3 separate regions of the Sus scrofa genome follow, and regions 2 and 3 are each linked to region 1. A link is a contact called in public HiChIP or PLAC-seq data. All regions are on one chromosome and are shown on one strand. The core of a region is the stretch at or near the end of the contact, and the rest is flanking DNA. Distances in the headings are between cores, read along the strand shown. Region 1 overlaps WASF2 (WAS protein family member 2). Region 2 overlaps WDTC1 (WD and tetratricopeptide repeats 1). Region 3 holds the start of WASF2 (WAS protein family member 2).

Region 1 (3,197 bases), core at 338-2,837:
CTAACCTCTAACACTCGTGACCAAACTAGCCCTGACACACAGGGATCTGGGCGTTCGCTGGCTGTCAGGAGCCAAGCTTCTAGAGACCTGGAACTGCAGGACTAGAAGAACGGTGGAACTCCTTGGGTCCTGCCTTCTTAACGATGCTAAAGCCTAGAGATGGGACGTGACTTGCTCAAGGTCGCACAGTTGGATAGTATCAGAGCTAGAGCCCAGAGTTCCTGGTTTCAAGTCACTTGTGCTTTCTGGGACCAAATAGAGGGCACCTGCTGGAGCCCTGGCAGAGCAGCATTGGCGCTGTACTACTGTGGACCTCACCATAGCAGAGGCCCAGTAGAAGGGCTCAGGGCCCGTGCCAGGCCTCTCAGTGCTGCTTAGAGCCTTGTAGCCTCTTGTAATTCTTTGCTCTCCCTTTCCTATCACCAGCCAAGCACCTGGCCTGGAGAGCTGCCTTTTTGGGGGAACCAGAGGTAGTGAGAGAAGGAAGGGGCTAGGCAGCAGGACAGGTGCTGCTTTCAATTCCCCTGCAGCTCCTCCCCCTTTTATTTCCCCAGTTTAGGCATTGATTCTGCCAGCTGTAGAAACTTCAGTCCCTCAGGCTGGCAGCCGCCGCAGGTAGCTGCCTGGGGGGCCTGGCAGCCGAGGGGCAAGCTAAAGGCAGAAGGACTCTGGGTCTTGTCTTCAGCTCCCTTCTCACTGCATACAGTGATGTTCCCTCCCTCGCTCCCCCCTTTTCTCAGAGCTAATACACAGGTGCTATTATTCAGAAAAAAACTGGTCAGCTTTGGCCAACAGTGAGGTTTCTTCTCTTCTGCCCTAACTATTGTGTAGCCTGTTGTGCTGAAACTGGCTTTGCTGGCTTTCAGAGCCCTGAAACAAAGAGAAACAGGATCTGTCTCTACCCAGCACAGCAAATGGTTATAGTAATTGCCAAAGCCCTCATAAACCCCTCCGGCTTGAGGAGAGCGTGTAATCACGGGCACTGCCGCCATGCCCTGGCTGAATGCTCCCCCTCTGCTTGCCCTCCTTGAACTTGGGGCGTGGGGACTGAGCCTTTCGAGGCCAGCACGCTCTCCTGCAGGGGCTGCTCCGGAGTGTGCCCTCCTTCTTCTCCCCAGATCAGGTGTCTCTGGCCCCAGGCTCCCGTGCTGAGCTGCTGAGCGTACCAGGCTGTGTGCGCTCCCACCTTGCTTCCCGCCCTGCGCCCTGGAAGCCGAGGGTGCTTTCTTTAGAGCTCTAAAATGGCTGTTGAAGGTGCCCCCGGCTGCAGCCCAGCAGTGGCTGAAGCGCAGGCAGAGGGCAGTGGTTCTCCTAAATAGGAGCCCTGGGGCCTGGCCAGGCCAGGCCAGGGTTTGGGCCTAATGGCTTTGACTAAATTATCCCATCCCCCTCCTTTCCGGAAAAGGGGGAGCCAGCGCCACTCACTATCATTCTGCTCTGACCTTGAAGGGGGCGGTGTTGGCCTGGCTTCTGGAATGGACAGAGCCCGCCATGGAAAGGGCTGGGGGCAGGAGGGGGAGGGGGGGCACTGCCTGCGGAAGGTAGGATTAGATCATTAGCTCAGTGACCTCCTAGGGTTTCGATGTGCTGTGTTCTCATCCTACAGCTGGTTTGGTAATGATCTGCAAGTCCCGGAGAGCAACAGCACAGCTCTGCCTGACGCTCTCATTAAAATCTATGCAGCCAAGCTCGGTGCTTTGTAGCAGCCGGCCTTGCGAAGCCTCCTCAGCTCGGGGGGCTGGGGACCCAGTCAGCCGAGAGGCCCTCTGGGCGCTACTTATGCATATGTGCACCAAGAAAAAAAAAAAAAAAAAAAAAGCTTCTTTAAACCTAGAGCCCTTTAAGATGATAAAGGACCCTGTGCAGGTAATTGTGTGTCTTTGGAATCCTGTAATTGTAGAATGCGAAGTTTAGTGATTCTCTAAACTGGGCTAAGGCTGGTAAGAGTATGGAGCAGTGGCCCCTGAGGACTCCAAGGGCTGAAGCCAAGGAGCCACCCCCCCCTTCCCTGGTCTGCCCAGCCCAGGGGACCTGCCCCATTCCTGTGGCCCAGGGACCCAGCTTCCAGTCAGCAGTGTCAAAAGTGACCTGTGGCTCTGCCGTGGCTGTGAGACGAGTACATTCCAAAGGAGCAGCCACGGGGAGGGGGTAGGCGCAGCCATCCCTTGGAGGCTCAGAGCAGCTGGCCCAGGCTCCAGCTCGCCTTCAACAGAAGCTCAAGCGTCCTCAGAAACGACCCTGGCCAATGTCACCGCAGAGCTATGGCGGTGTTGTCAGGGCTAATGTGAAATCTCTTCCCGTGGCGCCGATCCTCCGGCTCTGCAGCGCCAGCTCGAACAGATTGAGGTCTCTGTGGCTTTGGTGACCCTGCTTAAGCATTCCCACCGTGTCCCAGCTCTGCTCTCAGCCTGCCTCCCGCTGCACCCCCCTCACCTGACCTTAGGCCTAGGGAGGGGGGGGCAGTGCCCCAAGGCCAGGGGCTTCTGCTCGGAGAGCTGTCAGGCTTCCTGAGGACATCAGGCTTTGAGGTCCAACCAACTTGGGGTCCAGCTGACCTGGGACCAGCAGTGTCAAAAGTGACCTGTGGCTCTGCCGTGGCTGTGAGATGAGTACATTCCAAAGGAGCAGCCACGGGGAGGGGGTAGGCTCAGAGATGTGCCTCATCCTGTGCTTCAGGAAGGGCTAGGGAACAATTTTGTTATTGTATTAACTTTACTCAGTTAACTCACTTGAGAAATTAACCAATTTTTACTTTCTGTCTAGAATGATGTATGTGTAGGGAAGTAAGCCGTAATGTTCCCAAAGTGCCTTGTTTTCTCTGATATAAATATATTTATAAGGATCTGGTCCAGTGGATTCTTGGGTGTGTTTGCGACATCAAGATTTTCAGGGCTGGGCACGTGTCTGGATGTGTGGGGATACAGTCTGACAGTGGGTCCCCTTGCCCGGAAGATGGGAAAGGAGCTTCAAGTGGAGATCTGAGCAGTGGGGTTAACACCTCTTCCCCCCCCCCCCCACCCCCCTGCCGCCGCCGCCGCCGCCGCCGCCGCAAAAGAGACCTTTCCTCCTCACCCTACTCCTCTCAGGTCCTTAGAAGGATGTCCAATTTTCCAAAGCTCTGTGCCTCCAAGCCTGGTCTCATTTAAGTCCCTGCCAGGGCTCATGTGTGTGCTATGTTAGCACCCCAGTGACCAGAA
Region 2 (3,197 bases), core at 267-2,766, 95 kb after region 1:
GGTGGGTTAAAGATCTGGTGCTGTTATGAGCTGTGGGGTAGGTCACAGATGTGGCTTGGATCCCTCATTGCTGTGGCTGTGGTGTAGGCTCAGATTTGACCCCTAGCCTGGGAACTTCCAAATACTGCAGGTGCAGCCGAAAAATAAAGGAAAAAAAAAAAAAAAAGAGGCAAGCCAGGAACCTGGAGGTCTTGGCAGGGTAGGAGGTGGGAGGTGGGTGTGTGGCAAAAAGCAGTGTCCGGCTGCCCTCTGCTGGACACAGAGTGCAAGTGCATACCCAGTCATCCCAGGCACCCGCAGCTCTGCAGCAGAAGGCCTGGCATCTTGCCTGCCTCAGGCTCCCCAAGCCCTCCTTCTCTCCTCCACTGTCCACCTCCTCAAATCCCCCCGGCTGGCCTTCAAAGCCATGTCCAAGGCAGGGGGCCCTCAAGGGCAGTTCTGTGGTCTGAGGAAGCCAGAAGTGCTAGGCTGGGGACTCAGGCTCTGACCAGCAGGCAGCAAGCCCTCAGCCAGACCCCCCTCTGTCCTGGCTGACTGATCCACAGCAGCTGTGGCCTCTACCTCCCGGGGCTGGAGGATGGGGCCTGACAGTCTGGCAGAGTCAGTTCTCTGGAAGCTGATGGTGGGGGGTCAGGCAGGGGGTGCAGCACACCAGGAGCGCCACATCATCCACTCTAACTTCTCCAACTCCCAAGGCATGGATATGCGGACGTGGGGATGGTTTTGGGGGTGGGAACTGGGGGAGAGGCCAAAGAAGCTCCTCTTGCTCCTGTCTTGTGGCAGAATATAAGATACTCATTTCCCACGTTTCATCTGGAGAGCCAGGTGGGTCACGGGAGCTACTGCTCCTTTAGGAGCTGTTTTTTTTCCTGCTGGGCTGAGGAGGGCCTAGGACCCAAGTGTGCTAAGCAGCACTCCCCAGAACTAAAGTCCCCTCCCCCAAGGCATGGCTCACAAGCCTCCTGCATGGGGCCGAAGCAGCCCTGACTGATGGGGGAGAGGGCTCCCTGAGCCTCCTCTCCCACAGCACTCAGAGGGAGCATCAGGTCCCTGCAGCAGCCACGCTCAGTCCAGGAACAAGCAGCCCAGTCCAGCTGGGGGCCCGCAGGAGACAGAGTGCTTCGATGGCATGGCCTGCGTCAGAATGAGTGGCTGTGACGAAGGAGCACGCGCTGTTTGGAAACCCAATTACCGCCTGCAAGGTGCCCCTCAGAGCTCCTGGGGAGAGCCAGACCAGAGAGCAGCCAGGAGCCAGAGGGTGACAGCTCCCACTGCATCCAGGAGCAGATGGCAGCCCTGGGGAGACTGGCCTGGGACAGAATGTGACATTCTAGGGGTCACTGGCAGGCATGAGGGGATGGGGAGAGAGCAGGCTGGCCCGAGGGCTCACCCATCCAGACTCACTGCCAGATCAATCTCCCTGAAAAGACAGCCCTCAGCACATCCCTCTCCTGCTCAAAACTCTTCAGTAGCTGCCCATCATCCACTGAATCGAGGCCAAAACGCCACCGCTCTGCATTCCAAGTCCTTCCCAGGCTGGCCCCAGGCTACCTCACAGACTCATCTCCTGCCAGTCCCTTCCAGAACCCTCTGCTCCAGCCAAATGGATTTGTTGTTCTGCAAACAAGCTCTTCAGTCAGTCCCCCACCCCCACGCCTTTGTTCACACCATTTCATCTCCCTGGGAATGTCCTTTCCCCACAGTCCCCTCCTCCTTTCATCTCCTCGTCTAAGCCTGCCCACACTGAAAGCCCATTCAGACACCACATCTTCCTGGTGCTTCCCTGATCCCCAGTTAAAGGGACCTAACTTTGCCTGAAGCCCACAGCACTTCACCTGACCATTCAAAGACTTCCTGCTTCTGCCTCTTGGGTGACGAGCTATGTCCACGTCTTTACCCCCTGTCCAGAGGCCGGGCACTCGGGAGCACAGCAGCTCAGAGTGCCAGAGCTTTGTTTCCCTAGTTCCCATGGCATAGCAGGGATTCAGAGCCCAAGCTGAAGGTACCATGGACTGGGAAACCATTAGTCTCTCTTAGCAAGAATGCAGGAGGGAGACAGCTCTCAGCCCAGAGCCTGGACGAAGTCGACTGCATTCTGCCCACCTGCTGGGACAGAGGAAAACACCCCAGGATGGCCCCCCAACTGTCATCTCCTGGGGCTGGCTGCCATCTGAGCCCTTGGCAAACTCCTGATGCCTGAGCTAAGACCTGTGGGGGTAGCATCTTCTCAAACCCCTATCTACCATCCTGCTGACTTGGGTGGGTTTCTTAAGCTTCCCTCTCTGGCCTGCCTAGCTGCAGCCAGACGATGGCACACCAGCTGGCCTGTCTGTCTGGGCAGAGCCGACGGATGCCAGACGGAGCAGAAATGGCTGTGGGCCCAGCTCTATCCATCTCCCGTCCTGGCCCTGGCTGGGGGATGGGGTCTGCCTGCCTGCTTGCCTGCTGGTGCTACAGGCAGAAGGGCTGGGGGCCCTGTGGGTCTCCAAAGATAAAAGCGTTTCTCAGGCTATGGACCTACTCCTTTACCTCCAGCCACTACAACCCAGCAAGACCCACTGTCAGTTTCAGATGTCTGGGATCTTGTTTGTGCTTGGTCTAAATAAAGGGTCCAAGAGCACAAGAGAGCAAGCCCCAAGGTCAAGGAGCTGCAAAATCATTTCAGACAGATACCAACTGAGTTCACCAAATGCCTCATTTCCATCCAGCAAGATTCTACTGCTCCTTCAAAGTCCACTTCAAGGCCCAGTTCCCCAGGAGGTGGGATTAACCATTTTCCCACTCCCTGCTTCCTCAGTGGCCACAGCACTTTATAACAAAGCACCAAATTGAAGCTACTTGTGAACATGCACCACTTAAGTGTGAGCTTTCTTTCTTTTTTTCCTTTTCTTTGGTCTTTTCTAGGGCTGCACCCACGGCATATGCAGGTTCCCAGGCTAGGGGTGCAATTAGAGCTATAGCCACTGCCTACACCATACCTCACAGCAACGCCAGATCCTCAACCCACTGAGTGAGGCCAGAGATGAAACCCGCAACCTCATGGTTCCTAGTCAGATTCATTAACCACTAAGCCACAACAGGAACTCCATGTGAGCTTTCTTGATGCTTAAGACTTCTTGACTAATGTGTCAGGTGCCTTCCCACCACCAACCTGGAGGTGGGGAGGAGACACCTGGGCCTAAGAAGCCCTAAGAGGC
Region 3 (3,197 bases), core at 230-2,729, 74 kb before region 1:
GTCCTTGTTCGGGATTTTTTTTTTTTTTTTTCTTTTTTTTTCTTTTTAGGGCCGCACCCGTGGCATATGGAAGTTCCCAGGCTATGGGTCAAATCCGAGCTGCAGCCACTGCCACAGCCATAGCCACAGCAACACGGGATCCAAGCTGCATCTGCGGCCTACACCACAGCTCATGACAACACCGGATCCTTAACCCACTAAGTGAAGCTAAGGATTGAACCTTCATCCTCATGGATCCTAGTCAGGTTCGTTAATCACTAAGCCACAAAGGGAACTCCCTTTGTTTGGGATTCTGCCTTAGCTGACCCATCTGTCATCTCTTTCATCCCTGGCTCACTTCCTGCTTCTGAGGACCCCAGAAACAGCTCATGTGCACCCCTAGGATCACTTTTCCCAGGAACCTTGGTGATTAACAATAGCTGGGGGGTGGACTGTGCCTAAGTCTATGGTAGCCAGAGAGATGGGAGACTGGCCAGGCATCTTCAAGACCCTCCCTGGAATGCTACGATGTTGGGGAGGGAAGTCTTTTTCAGGAGACACCAGTCCCAGAAGGGAGAAATACATGAATGGAAGCCAAAAGATACAGGTTTGAGTCCCAAGGTCGTTTCATATCCTCTGGGTGACTCAGGGTAAGTCATGGAGTTTTCCGTTTTCACTTCTGCAAACCGAGGACAGTATCTGCCTTACACAGTTGCTCCAGAATACCTAAATGAGGTTCCTTTGCTAACCTGTTAATTTGTCATCTCGATATCCAGCCAGCAACCTTTTATAATCGATAAGACACACATATTCCCATTCATGCATGAATCCTTAACAAGCACTCTAGAACACGAGGCAGACATGACTACTCCTATTTTGCGGAAGGACAAACTGAGACCCAGATAAGTTCAGAGTTGTCTGAGGTAACAGAGTGAGGTGGCGGCTGAACCAGGGTCCAACTCACCTGACCCTGGCCTTTCAGAACCAGCTCCCAGTCACAGGACCCCGGGCCTCGCCCCGGATGAATCCCTTAGCAGCGGGCTGGAGTCTATGACTCACTCTCCCCACCCTTTTTTCTGCCCCGCGGGAGACCCGGAGGAAAGTGTCAAAAATATCTGCAACTTGAGGGGTGGCTACAGAAAGTTCATGGGCCTGGCCCCTTCCTTCCACCAGAGATTCTGGCTCTTTGAACTCTAACAAAGAGGATTAGCCATTTGATACACTTTTACAAGGTTTTACATTTTCTTAGGTGGGACTCTCCTACTTCGAATTTAGGAATTTTTTTAAGTTTAAAATCCACCCCCACTTCATTTGGTTTGCCCCTTGCTGTTTACTCCGATTGCGGAAGTAGCTCGGGTGGAGCTCCCGGGACTGTACTATTGAGTACGTCGTTTGCGTAGCTATTTAACTGACATTCCACTCGGGCCAATGGAATACCCGGAAGCCCCCGGCGGGTGGGGCAGAGAACCAATCAGGGCGGTTGGCGGGGTGTGGCCGCATCCCAGGGCGGGGAATCGCGTAATGGCGGACGCGTGCCGGGTGATCGCGGCTGGGGGCGTAGCGCGCTGAGGGGGGGGGTCTGGCTGTGTGGCAGCCGGCGGGGCGGCCTGCGAGAGCAGACCCCGTGCAGAGAAAGGCGGCCGGCCAGCCCCTCCGTCTCTGAGGGCGACCGCACGATACAAGGTGAGCAACAAGTCCCTGCGGGCGGGCCCGGCCCAGAGGCGCCGGGCCGACCTGGCCGCCCCTCCCAAGCCGCTCTGTGTCTCGGGGGAGTGGGTGCCGCGCCTCCTGTCGCGGACCGGCAGAGGCCGGGGGAGCGGCAACGCGGGGTAGTGTCTTGCCGTACACTCCTCCCTCCCCCAGGAGGAGGTGTCCCGGAGATCCCCTCGTGGGCTTGGAGGGGCCTGTGAAGCTGAGAAGTGCCCCAAGCTGACTTGGCTCTGCCACCAACTCGTTGTATGACCTTGGGCAAGTCACTTCCCTCTCTGGGCCTCATTTCCCCCATTTGTAAAGCGAAGCCTTTGCAGGCAGATGTGCAAGAGTTGGATCCCAGACATTGTCCGAGATATTGGGCAAGTTCTTCCCCAGGTGGAGCCTCAGTTTCCATCTCAGGGCCCTGAAGGCACTGAGGTGCTTTTTGAGATTTTAGGCCTAAGTTGCAGAGTGGCAGGGAGGTGTGTGTGTGTGTGTGTGTGTGTCTGTCTGTCTGTCTACAGGATGGTCTGCAGAGTAAGGAGAAGAGTTGGCTCCGGGGGCCCATCCAGGAAGGGTCTGGGTAAACCCAGATTATAGTGGGGTGGAGTGTGCTTGTCTTGGTCCTCCAGGATCCTAGAGCCTTTGAGATGGGGAAGTTTTATATAGGTCTCCATAGAGACAGAAGAGGAAGGAATCCTTGGAGCCTCTTGGGGTTTTGATTGAAATTTAGGCCCAAAAGAGTTCAGGTGGACTAGGAGGAGGAAGGGGAACATTTATGGTGCTCCTACTATGTGTCATACCTGGTTTAGGCATATGTTCTTATTTAATTTTTACAGCTACCCTTGAGAATTTGCACATAAGGAAACTTAAATTTCAGAGGAGTTAAGTAACTTGCCCAAGGTCACACAGTAAAGTGCAATGCTTACCAACACGAAGGTGTTTCCTTTGAGAATCATTGAGCCAGGGAGAATTCACTGTCCACTTAAAGGAAGTTTGCTTTGTCACACATTGGGGGAGAGGTCGGGTCCTAGACACTTGAACTGACTTTTGAAAAAAAAATTCATTTTACTGAAGTATAGTTGAGTTACTTGAATTCTGGCATGGGGACAGGCTGGGTCTTGATCTCTAGACAGTAAATTGTAACCCTTTGTTCAGCCTGTGAGTTGAAAAGGACCATTTCTAAATTGTAAAAGTCACATTGAAGTGTGTCAGAACCTCAGCAAACTCAGTTTGAATCCTTGCTGTGTGGCCTGTACAAGAAAGTTCACCAACTATTGGTGCATAGACTTGATTCTCAATTCAGAGTTGATGCCAGGCTAGTAACTTTTTCTTTTCCCCAAAAAGGCCACGTTTTCCTGGGATGGATGAAATTCCGTATTTGTTAGTGCAAATTTCTTTTGATTGCCAGGGTGAAAGTTTCAGTAGCCGGACTCTTGATTAAGTGAAATGCTCCTTTATTTGTGCTTCCTGTTATTTGACTTCTAGATGATGAAAATTGTGGACCTAGAGTGGGTACTATAAAT

The links. HiChIP or PLAC-seq counts read pairs in DNA pulled down with a chosen protein or histone mark.
Region 2: an H3K27ac HiChIP or PLAC-seq map of skeletal muscle shows a contact between it and region 1, with 2.5 times the contacts expected there. The contact joins two enhancer-like sites. A contact is called at or near these places in 14 of 47 Hi-C or Micro-C datasets (adipose tissue, alveolar macrophages, brain and 9 more) and 1 of 2 datasets of contacts at active chromatin or transcription factors (skeletal muscle).
Region 3: an H3K27ac HiChIP or PLAC-seq map of skeletal muscle shows a contact between it and region 1. The contact joins the promoter of WASF2 here to the enhancer-like site in region 1. A contact is called at or near these places in 4 of 47 Hi-C or Micro-C datasets (embryonic fibroblasts, epiblast stem cells, omental adipose tissue and 1 more) and 2 of 2 datasets of contacts at active chromatin or transcription factors (alveolar macrophages and skeletal muscle).

The regions. Positions count from the first base shown.
Region 1 is chr6:84,621,396-84,624,592 of Sscrofa11.1, reverse strand. It overlaps WASF2 (WAS protein family member 2), which reads left to right. Exons shown (of 9, transcript NM_001258444.1): 9 at 1-2,851. Among named protein-coding and RNA genes, the nearest start is that of GPR3, 13 kb to the right of the region's middle. Within about 2 kb of position 1,587, at least 26 of the 83 cell types and tissues checked have an H3K27ac peak or open chromatin away from gene starts, as enhancers often do. A contact at or near this core is called in epiblast stem cells and skeletal muscle, where this site is marked.
Region 2 is chr6:84,526,455-84,529,651 of Sscrofa11.1, reverse strand. All of the region lies in intron 11 of WDTC1 (WD and tetratricopeptide repeats 1), which reads right to left. Among named protein-coding and RNA genes, the nearest start is that of TMEM222, 19 kb to the left of the region's middle. Within about 2 kb of position 1,516, at least 16 of the 83 cell types and tissues checked have an H3K27ac peak or open chromatin away from gene starts, as enhancers often do. A contact at or near this core is called in skeletal muscle, where this site is marked.
Region 3 is chr6:84,695,710-84,698,906 of Sscrofa11.1, reverse strand. It overlaps WASF2 (WAS protein family member 2), which reads left to right and starts at 1,479. Exons shown (of 9, transcript NM_001258444.1): 1 at 1,479-1,662. It overlaps LOC102165025 (a long non-coding RNA gene), which reads right to left and starts at 1,097. Exons shown (of 2, transcript XR_298616.3): 1 at 944-1,097.